Regions from separate parts of the Xenopus laevis genome. Here region 1 is linked to region 2. Evidence: chromatin contacts called from public Hi-C data. All regions are on one chromosome and are shown on one strand. Each heading gives the region's core, a stretch centred on a gene start, on an enhancer-like site or on the middle of the called end of the contact. The rest is flanking DNA. Distances are from core to core; before and after follow the strand shown.

Region 1 (5,394 bases), core at 2,498-4,997, 110 kb after region 2:
GCCACTAGCTTAGGGATACACACACACACATATAAAACACCTCTACATCTACATCTCCACATACTGAACATCCACAAATAAGTTGACCAAATAGCAATAAATAATGTTTACCTAACATAAAGGGTTATCTACTAAAGGAATTTTTTAAAAAAGTTGTCAGTGAATTTTCCCCCTGTGACCTATCAATTTCCTCTAAGATTTATTATGCTTGTTCCTCATCAGAAAGGAATCAAAATCTTTTTGTGGATAGTATTTTATTTCCTACCCTAGACTGGAGAGGATGTTTTGATTTTGATAACTCCTGTACTGGTATCAGACCAGCTGGAATCCTCTGATAGGTATGCTCCTGTTTCACTTTGTGGGCCCTATACTTTGTGAGTTTTACATCTAGACTGAGTTCACTTTGATACCCTCCCTTGTAAAAAAAATTTTCCTGTACAAGGGCATATGCTGCCCTGAGGCAACCTTGTCAATGATCACGCTTACCTTTTTGCACTCCGACAGGGGCGCACCACTAGTGCAGAGAGTGCAATTGAGCTCTTGGCACTAGGAGAGAAGAATATCAGATTTAACTAATTATTTTGATTTTTGATATTTCTGGAACTGGTGTACTGTGCCTACCATTATTTTGTTCATTAATATATAATCGTTTATTAATTTAATTAATTCCTGATGTATTAATTATCTAAATACAAACATATTTTTTTCTGTTAATTCCCTTTCCCTTCATCATTCACATATTGAAAGTTATGGCACTGTCTGTGTTGTAAAGTATTGTTCCATTGGCTAACTGATTTTTTGCTTTTAATATTTAAAAATGATCATTTGTATTAGCTGGTGTCACACACTTGTACTTGGTCCACCCATTACTCATTATTAAATAACCTGTTTTATTATATATGTAATACATATCATCAGAGCAAATGCTCTAAACTTGCCTCTTACAACTACAGGAACTTTACCAAATATATGCTTTGCTTATTGTGAAACAGTGTAAAGCAGAAGAAACTCTGGAAAAATACCCAGGACCACTCCTGAAAGTCCAAAAATTAGGCATTGTTGTAATCTTCATTAAACACACCTACAACTCCTAACATGAAAAGGACAATTTTAGCTGGACCTCCACTCCATATACCTGAATTCAGGTGGAAGCTGTACTTTTTTAAGTGCAAATAAACTGAGCTGGGGAAAGGAGTGAATCCACTGATCTCCGTTTGCACAAAAAATGCAGAGGAGCCAATGCTCTGTGTGTCCATGCCCTTAGGCCTGAAATAAAAAGAATGTGTATGAAATTAATAACATAATCTGTGAACTAAGGCAGACATCTCTTTGCTACCACACTTTGCTACCACCCTTTCTGGAAAAAAATACCGGCCTTCCTATATATTTATCTTTTTTACCTATCAATAACATTGGGGTCAAACATCATTTTTACCGGCCAAGACGGTAAAATACCGACCAGGTGACTACGCTACACAAAGCGTACTGTAGATAATAACTACAGTATACATATAGCATACATAACTGTATCTTGATTTTCTTGAGAAAGGTCCTAGTGAGAACAGAAACTTACGGACATTTGTACAATACGTAAAAAATAAAGAATCACATTATATAGGGAGTGCTGGTCCGGATATTCTTTTTTCAAATATATTACTTTCACATTAAAGGGGTGGTTCAACTTTAAATTACCTTTTGGTATGTTATAGTATTGCCAATTCTAAGCAACTTTGCAATTGGTCTTCATTTTTTATTTTTTGTAGTTTCTGAATTATTTGCCTTAGTCTCCTGACTCGTTCCAGCTTTGAAATAGGGGTCACTGACCCCCACCTAAAAACAAATGCTCTGTAAGGCTACGAATTTCTTGTGATTGCTACTTTTTATTACTCACCTTTCTATTCAGGCCTCTCCTATTCATAGTTCACTCTCTTATTCAAATCAATGCATGGTTGCTAGGGTAATTTGGATCCTAGATTACTGAATTTTGAAACCGGAGAGCTGATAAATAAAAAGCTAATAAAAATAATAAATAAATAAAAATAACTCAAAAACCACAAATAATAAAAATCACTCTCTATATATCATATCACTCTCTATATATCAAGTTAATTTGTTTTTTTATTTTATATATATACTTGTAAAGTTATACAATTTTAAATTATTACATGGGGGTATTATGGGGGTATAGCCAAAAAATGTATGCAGATTTTGTGGTCACACCCTCATTGCACCACTGCTTTTTTTTTTTAAATTAATTTGTGGTGAGCAAAGCTTTTCTTTTTGCTATAGTTTATACTGAAGAAGTGGTCAGCCCCCTATTGTAGCAACAGGCAAACTGGCAATTTGTGGGTTCTGCCAAATGCCAGAGGGGCTGATATAAAATGCCATAGACAATCACTGGCAGAGGCTGTTTGTGCCTCTGTGTACTTGAAATGCCAGGGCCTATTTTGTCTCTCATTCCAGGCCTGTGTAGCTTCCAGCTTTCAAACCTGTCAGGTGATCCCTGTTTGTCCAATACAAAGGGCAATCATTTGGGATTTTTAGGCCTAGAAAGCAAATTGCAAGGTAAATCTCTGTGCCTATATAAATGTCTAAATAAATACTAGAATTCTTAATAAATAAGATGAAAGTGAGTGTCAGACTGGCCAGACCAGGAATGGTTTTGATGCAGTTGACCAGCTTGAATATATTGCCTCTTAATGACCTAAATATTAATATGGTTGGGAGCAGAGGATCTCTCTGTGGAAATACAATAGTATACTACTCAGTAGTATGTATGGATTACTCACTGCCACAATCTTTTTTATCTTCTATGTATCCATAGGACCGGGGTTCTCCGGATAAGGGATCTTTCTGTAATTTTTATCACCACACCTGAAATCTGCTAAAAACCTTTTGAATATTAAATTAACCCAGTAGGATTGTTTTGCCACCAACATGGAAGCATGCACCTTAATTACCATCAAATACAAGCTAATGTTTTATAATTGCAGAGAAACAGGAAATCATTTTTAAAAATTAAAATTATTTGCTTAAAATGGACTCAAAGGGCGATGGCCTTCCCATAATTTGGAGCTTTCTAGATAATAGATATCTTTCAACTTCCATAACATCTGACAGAAACAGTCTACCATTAATTCCCAGCATCCTTTAACTCGCTTGTCTTAATCAGAAGGTACAAAATAATGAATATATTAGGTTCTGCCAAATACAAAACCAGGTCCAATCCTTAATTTGCATATTCAATCTGAGAAAATAATTTTTTAAAAATGCATTAATTAATGAATAGAAAAATTGTTGAGTTCAGTAGCCCAGAGCAGCTTTAAGAGAGCAGATCTGGTTTAGCGGAAACCTGCAGACCAAAATGCGGGGTTATAATTATGGTTGATGCAGTAACTTTATCTTTCATACTCTGTTCTGCATAGAAATATAAATAACATTATACAATTGTACATGATTTTTGCATAAAATGTCCACATGTGCAGTCATTGTTAGCCAAGCAAGTACACATTTCCTACCGGTTCTAGAAAGTTACACAAATAAAAGTTATAAGGGTTTTCCACAAAGAAACAGAACATTGTACTTAACACCAAACTGGTACATCCGCTTTACAAATCGCTATTGCATTTTAGCAATTCCATAAGCCTCTGGTAGAAAACCTTCCTATCCTAAAGGTTTGGGAATAGGGACACCTGCTGGTATTTGTAAGAACTGGCAACAAGTCATCTTGCTGTCAAGCATCTATTAGCTTGTTCACGATAATCAGGTCAAGCCTAAGAACCCCCCCCCCGCCTAACAATCAGAACCCAGAGCACCTGCCCCTGCTACACCAACAGTAGCTTCACCAATCGCGCTGAACTCAGAATGTATTCATCTTTCAGCTGATTTGGTTTTGTGTGAACTCTAGTTCAGGGCCCCAGGCTGGTCATGCCTGATCTGATTAAGCTTTCTCTACATACATTAATTAGCATAAGCCTGGATGCACTGGGGTTTTTTTTTTTCTTTTTCTTTTTCTTTTTTTAATCTACATCTGCACATTTATTTATTACAGATATATGTTCCCATGTGTTTTCTCCACACCCTTATGAGCCCTACAGCATCTCTCCTACAAACACCTATACCCTCACTCCAAATTATCTCTAAACAAATGGATTTAGTAACACCAGGAACATCCTATACACATAACAGGGGCATGACAACAGAGTCATCAGACCCAACAGCAGATCCTGACTGGTGTTCAGTGGCGTATGTTTGTGTTTTTGGCCTAAAATTATTTTTACTAAGGAAACCCGTAACCTCAACTTGCATAACAATCACATTGCATTACAAGTGGGGTGTTTTGTTCATTGCTACATGTCAGTCTGGGTATCAAAGCGGCCAGAGACTGACTGCATCAAGGTTATTGGGGTTCAGACAATTGTTGTGATCTTTTCTGTTATGTAAACAATGTCATTGCAAGGGCTTGGTTCCACTAAACAAGGATAGCTATATTTGATAGGGCCACAGTGATTGGCAAACAAGCAGATCTTTCCTTGATATGCCCACCTTGAGGTAGGTGATATCAGGCTGACCCGATAGCTTGTCCCAATGAGGATACAGGCCATTGGGGTGAGGACCGCATCAACAATGGCAACAGCATGCCCCCTAGTGCTTATTTCCTAAGCACTTCTTCTCATGGAGTGCTGGATCGAAAATCCATCTGTATCTTGCACAACTGAATGACTATACACTTTTACTGCCTTATTTAATCAAGAACTGCATAATGCAAGCAACACTTGATCCTAGGCAGAATTTGAAACAGAGGCCTGAGACCATTTGCAGAATGCCTCACATAGTGGGCAAAATACATAAAAATTGCGACTTTCTTTTGCACAATGCATAGGGCATTGTGAATGATCCCTTAAGTGTAAAAGTGAGCACAAAAGTGAGTGTATATGCCTATAAGCCTTTAACATGCCAAATTGTGCCAGATGTCTGTATACAGTGCTGTTTTGTAGAGGAGCACTAATATTTTCAGAAACATTATTTCGTGGTTATAGATATCTTTGATATTTCCATAGGACTTTGGATGGGAGAATATTATATACTAGGCGATTTGATCATTCTGTTTGAAATTATTATCATTGCTATGGTTGGACTTTCAAACAGATTGCAAACTTTCCAGCCCCCCCATAATAAAATCAAACATTCTTCTATTTCTTGGGAATTATTTTGTGAAAGACAGAGACTTTATGAGATAAAATATGTGAAAAAAGGCAACTTCTCCTCCCCTTTAATGAGGATATTTCTGATTTAATTCAGTTCAATTACAGCAAATCACTCCAACCCCCAGCAAGCCAAGGAATGGAGGGTGGAAGGTTAATTTCTGACTATAAATAGCTACCTGGGAAAAGC
Region 2 (5,384 bases), core at 1,107-3,606:
GTGCACTTGTGGCATGAGAGTGGATAGGTTTCTCTCTGCCTGCATTTTCAATGAGAACAGCCAATGAACAGTCCTGTGTATCATTAGCCTCATTTACTTAGCCTATTTCATTGAGGTGTAAAATTCTGGCATAAAGCCTGCTGTAACTGGTGTTGTATGCACTTTTATAAATAGTGAGCCAGTGCTTTTACATAGCAAGAACATAATTGCTATGATTTACTATACCAGAGCAAATGTTTCTATTGTTACTACAACCCCATCATACTGTATTCATTTGGCTTAATAGTGTCCTGATAGGCTGTCATACCATTGAGTGGCATTCTGGAAATAATGCGTATGCCTTAACATGATTGGTTTTCCAAACATATTGTTGTACGGGTATGGGATCTCTGGATCTCTGGTAAACTAATATCAAGAATGCAACAAATTATGAGAACACCCTCCGGCATAGGCTCCATTAGACATAATAATAAAATAAATCATTAAAAATTTCTTAATGATTTTCATTTTTCTGTAGTAGTAAAACACTTTGTATTTGATATTGTGTTGGGTTTATTTAATACTTAAATGTTTTTAGTACTCAAGGTATGGTGATCTACTTTACAGAATAAACCCTTATCTGGAAAACTCAGGTAGCAAACCTTCAAGATAATAGATTCCCGACCTAAACAGCAATGCATGGTGCCATATGGATACTAAATTTCATCCAGGTATTTTCCATTAGTAGACAATGAGCATCATCTTCACTGTCTGCTCCATGAGCTGTATCTCCTGCTGCTTGTAACTAATATGACTAAATTTTGAGATTTAACTAAGGAAATGTTTTATTTCCAAAATATATATAAAAATATATATATATATTTTTTTTTGTGTGCAAATTTCCGCTTGTTATAACATCCTGTCCATTTGGATTTTTCATGTGTTCTATATATGTGAAAGTGTTCACAATCTAACCCATGCAGTATTTAGACCTTACCAAGTCTTGGAGTAACATGCTTAATTTAGTACTTCTCAGATGGCCGCTGAGTGATTTAATGAGATATCACTGCACTCAGAGCCAAGGCCTGAGGTACCACAGTTTGGGATATAGCTGTGACTGAAAGTTCTTTATTCCCATGCAGCACACGATTTTCAGTTATCTGGATTAGAAAGGAGAATGCATAGTGACCAGAATTTTAAGATAAAACTCATTTTCTTGGCTTCGTCCATGCATGTGTCCAGCCATCCCATTTGCACTCCTTTGGAATTGCGTTTCCATGCATCGAGCTAGCTGCCATTTTGCAGGAGGGTCAAGCCAAGGTCAGGACATTTCCAGCCCTATAGGAGCCTTTGCCCCTGCTGCTCCATCATCCCAGGCAGCTGTTTGCTGTGAGGGACCACAAACATCTCCACAGAATTTCTACTGGAAAGCATTGTCATTCTAGCAGCTGGGCTCAAAGGGAGCTCTCTGATCTTAGCACTGGAACAAAGCCCCCATCCCACTGCTGTTTCTACATATTCTGTCCATATGTGCATCACCTCACTGCAACCCCTGCAAGGAGTTAATATTATCAATGCCCACTTCAATATTCCTCCCAGCACTATATATATATATATATATATATATATATATATATATATATATATATATATATATATACATATATAATACTTGTGGAGGTACTCTTACTTGTTAGTCCACCCGTGGGTGCTCGGTCAATTACTGCATAAAATCTTCAAGATGGACCCACACACCAAACATTTTCAATTCAATTCTTTATTTTAACATCACTCGTGTATCCAACATTCGGCCCAAGTTGGGGCCTTTATCAAGGAATATATATATATATATATATATATATATATATATATATATATATATATATATACTGTATATTGCCCATCCAGCTTGCATAGAACAGTATAAGCCAGTTTATTCATATTTGCAAGCAAGTATATAAAAAAAATCTATTTGCTATAGGAGAATGTGAGAAAATAAACAGAGTGCCCAAGTGATGTAAAACTGGAATCTGTCTCTTTTTTTAATAAGGGCACTGGAATTTCTACCTTAACAGTATAGGTCAAAAGATATTCTGTAGCTTGGTGCCTGCCTGTATCTGCTTAAGTATTCCTCAAGGGACAGATTGGGCCTGGGGTTCTGTTTTATATAACTATAAGGAGGATATATTCCACATTTAAAATAAGCCCCCCCCACTACATCTAATCAATTCTGACCTGTCCTATACATCAGCATGTCCTAGCTGTCCTGTCCTTTCCCCTCCTCCTCCTCTGATGGATCTTTCATTTTCTTCTATTTAATTGAAGTCCCCAGGACCTCATCAAGACAGCTCTGTGTGGCTGGCATGCCTGCTGTCAGAGGGGGAGCTGTGGCCTCTGGAGGGGTTGGTGCTGAGAGGTCATCCCCTCTTGACTCCAAGGCCCTAGAAAGTGATCCATCATCTTGTGCCATTTAGTGGTTTAGGGGGGCATGGCTGTCCTCCCTTGATGCTTTGTGCTTGTGGGCTTGATGTAACCAGGAATATGGGAAGCTGCAACATCTCACAGCTGGAACCCTGGGTTTCTTAGATGGCTGAACATACAACACATTAATGGCTTCTGTTAGTCTATGATGAACATTGGCACTGAATATATCAAAATAGTACATGGGTATGGGCACCTAAATCACCAGGCAGCCATCCGTATAATTGGCAGAACAGTTGCTATTAGAGTACAATACATGAAACTTGCTGTATAGAACAAATTACAATCCTTCTTAGGCCACAGCATTTCTGACTTCAGAGGCTTCTAACATGGAGTTCCAGAAGCCAAACGTTCATGCTAGCTATACACAGGAACAGTTTTGATTTAGCATAGAGATCAAAACTTATTAAGTGTATTATGTAGTAGACTTGCACCATAAGTATTTGCTCAGAATAAAGCACACACATGAGCACCTACTTATGGGAAGCTGCCTTTCCAATGGAGTGTTGGGAAATATTACGACTCAGCTATATATACTGTATATATTTTTTTTCCTGCTCTAGGAAGCCTCACACCGCACACCCCATGCAAAATTTAAACCACACATGCACACAATTAGCAACCGCGTAGATATGCTCTCTGTGCGTGACATTGTAACATTACGTTTCCTGGATTGGCAGAAGTTCAAGCTGGGGCACATTTACATCCATCCTGGGCCGAATGTGGCCCTCGGGCCGCAGTTTGGACACCCCTGCCCTAGATAGTGAATATTTATTAGGCTTGTAGGGGGCTATTTAGGTCTCTGTGTACTTGATGCTGGGGCCTATTTTGTTTCTTAGTCTGGACCTGCACCTAGCAGTCCAGATAGGTGATGGAGCACACAGACTGATCTTTGCTGTTTCCATGTCTCGATAAACTTACTTGTGGGAAGGATTCACAAGAGTGGCGTTAACATGAATTTGGCGTTCTGTTGTCCTAAAATGTTTGTTTATGCCAAAAAAATCATCAACAATTTCCCAATAGTCTGCATATCACACTACACTTTGTCAATATGCTTTTTCTTTAAAAAATTGCAAAACTGTAGCCACACCATGACTACATTATCCATACTAAATACTAATGGATATCAGCCAGTGTATGTCTAGCTTTAGTCTGTATAACAGGAATAAAATGGCAAACTGAGCATTGCCTTCAGCATGACAGTTTTGGCAGGGAATATAGTTTGCCAATAATATTTAGAGCATGTTTGCATTTTACCATGTCAGTATCATTTTAATAATTCACTATTAATTTAGAAGTGGTAAATTATAATTAGAAGTGGATAGAGCTAAAAAAACGGACCTGTTGGTACATCATGACGACTAAGCTTGCGCAACAATGAATATTGCTGAATGGTGTTGCCCAGGATTGTTAGATGGACTGTGTCTCATAGTTTATGTAATATATATAACAAGCTTTACTGGAAAGAAGGGCATCCTGGAATTTAAGCTCTAATGTATTATGCATATGGTTTTAATATATCAGTGGGTACACATGCATGTTTGGTTAGTTATCAGTAGAGGGTAATCTGGAAAGTGGAAGATGATCAAGTGAAAAGGATGAACTGGAGGGATTAATGATCAATAGAGAATGAAAAGGGGGAGCTGTGATTAAGTGGTGAGTGGGTTGTGGTCAACATTTAGTTTCATTTGGGTTTCGTTCAGTATAAATGTAATGCCCTAGACCCACATTGAAGGCTGACATTTATTTGGCACAAAATAGCCAAGAAGATGGCTTTGATCTTGCTGTTCTTCTTTCTGTCTCCACTGCTAGAATAGTCTGAGTCTGTGGGACATATTTATCAAAGTGTGAACAGATAGTTCCCTAAAGGAAAACTCCACAGCTTTGTTCTCTTGTAAAGGGTTTAAGGGTTATCTAGCTTCCTAACTGTTCATGTTTATAAACATGCTCCCATATTTTCTGTTTCATATTCATGATGCACTGATACAATGTCTCAATTTATCATACAGGAAGGTAAATTGGCATTTGATAAAATTGATCATAGTGTGTGTGAATGTGATTAGATTGTACACTTCATTGGTGCATGGGACTAATGGAAATGATCAATATCCTTCATAAAGTTTTGTGGAGTATATTGGCACCATAACATGAAAGGATAAAAATAAGTCAGACTGTCACACAGGTAGTTAGATATTGAACTGTAATAGAAAAACATACATTCTGCTAATTGTGCTGTGATATGCCAAAGTATCTGGTTACCGACTGAACCATTCATACAGTGATGTGTCCAAAAAACATTATTCTCTGACTCTGAGGTATAAGGGAATTTAAGTTTATATGTTTTCCTCATGTCTGTTTGGGTTTTCTCCCACCCTCCAAAAACATGCAGGCAGGTAAAGTGGCTAAAGAGAATTGAGAATTTATACCTGGATCTCTGGGAATTAAAAGGCGTGAATGTATGTATGTTCTTATTTATACAGCAGTACTTATATATATATATTGATATATTGCTGTATATATATATATATATATATATATATATATATATATATATATATATATATATATATATATATATATATATATATATATATATATACAGTATATATATATATATATATATATAATCCAACTGAAGTAGGAACGCACAACCAAAAGGGTAATCCAAATGCTGGGTGCCAGGCCGTAAAACTTTTACAAACATCTCAATTGTGGACAGCACTCCATAATCAAACAGACTGAGTAAAGCATTAGATCATTGAAAGGTTTATTGGTGGACCAACGTTTCAATTCCGCACAGGAATCTTCGTCACCCTGACGAAGATTCCTGTGCGGAATTGAAACGTTGGTCCACCAATAAACCTTTCAATGATCTAATGCTTTACTCAGTCTGTTTGATTATGGAGTGCTGTCCACAATGGAGA

Evidence for each region. A called contact is a pair of places that touch in the nucleus more often than the background predicts.
Region 1: a contact with region 2 is called in a Hi-C map of animal cap, with 11 times the contacts expected there. The contact joins two enhancer-like sites. A contact is called at or near these places in 3 of 4 Hi-C or Micro-C datasets (the XL177 cell line, the XTC cell line and animal cap).

The regions. Positions count from the first base shown.
Region 1 is chr8L:71,426,359-71,431,752 of Xenopus_laevis_v10.1, forward strand. No RefSeq gene overlaps it. Among protein-coding and RNA genes, the nearest start is that of psmd8.L, 8.5 kb to the right of the region's middle. Within about 2 kb of position 3,748, at least 1 of the 7 cell types and tissues checked has an H3K27ac peak or open chromatin away from gene starts, as enhancers often do.
Region 2 is chr8L:71,315,660-71,321,043 of Xenopus_laevis_v10.1, forward strand. No RefSeq gene overlaps it. Among protein-coding and RNA genes, the nearest start is that of meis3.L, 55 kb to the right of the region's middle. Within about 2 kb of position 2,357, at least 1 of the 7 cell types and tissues checked has an H3K27ac peak or open chromatin away from gene starts, as enhancers often do.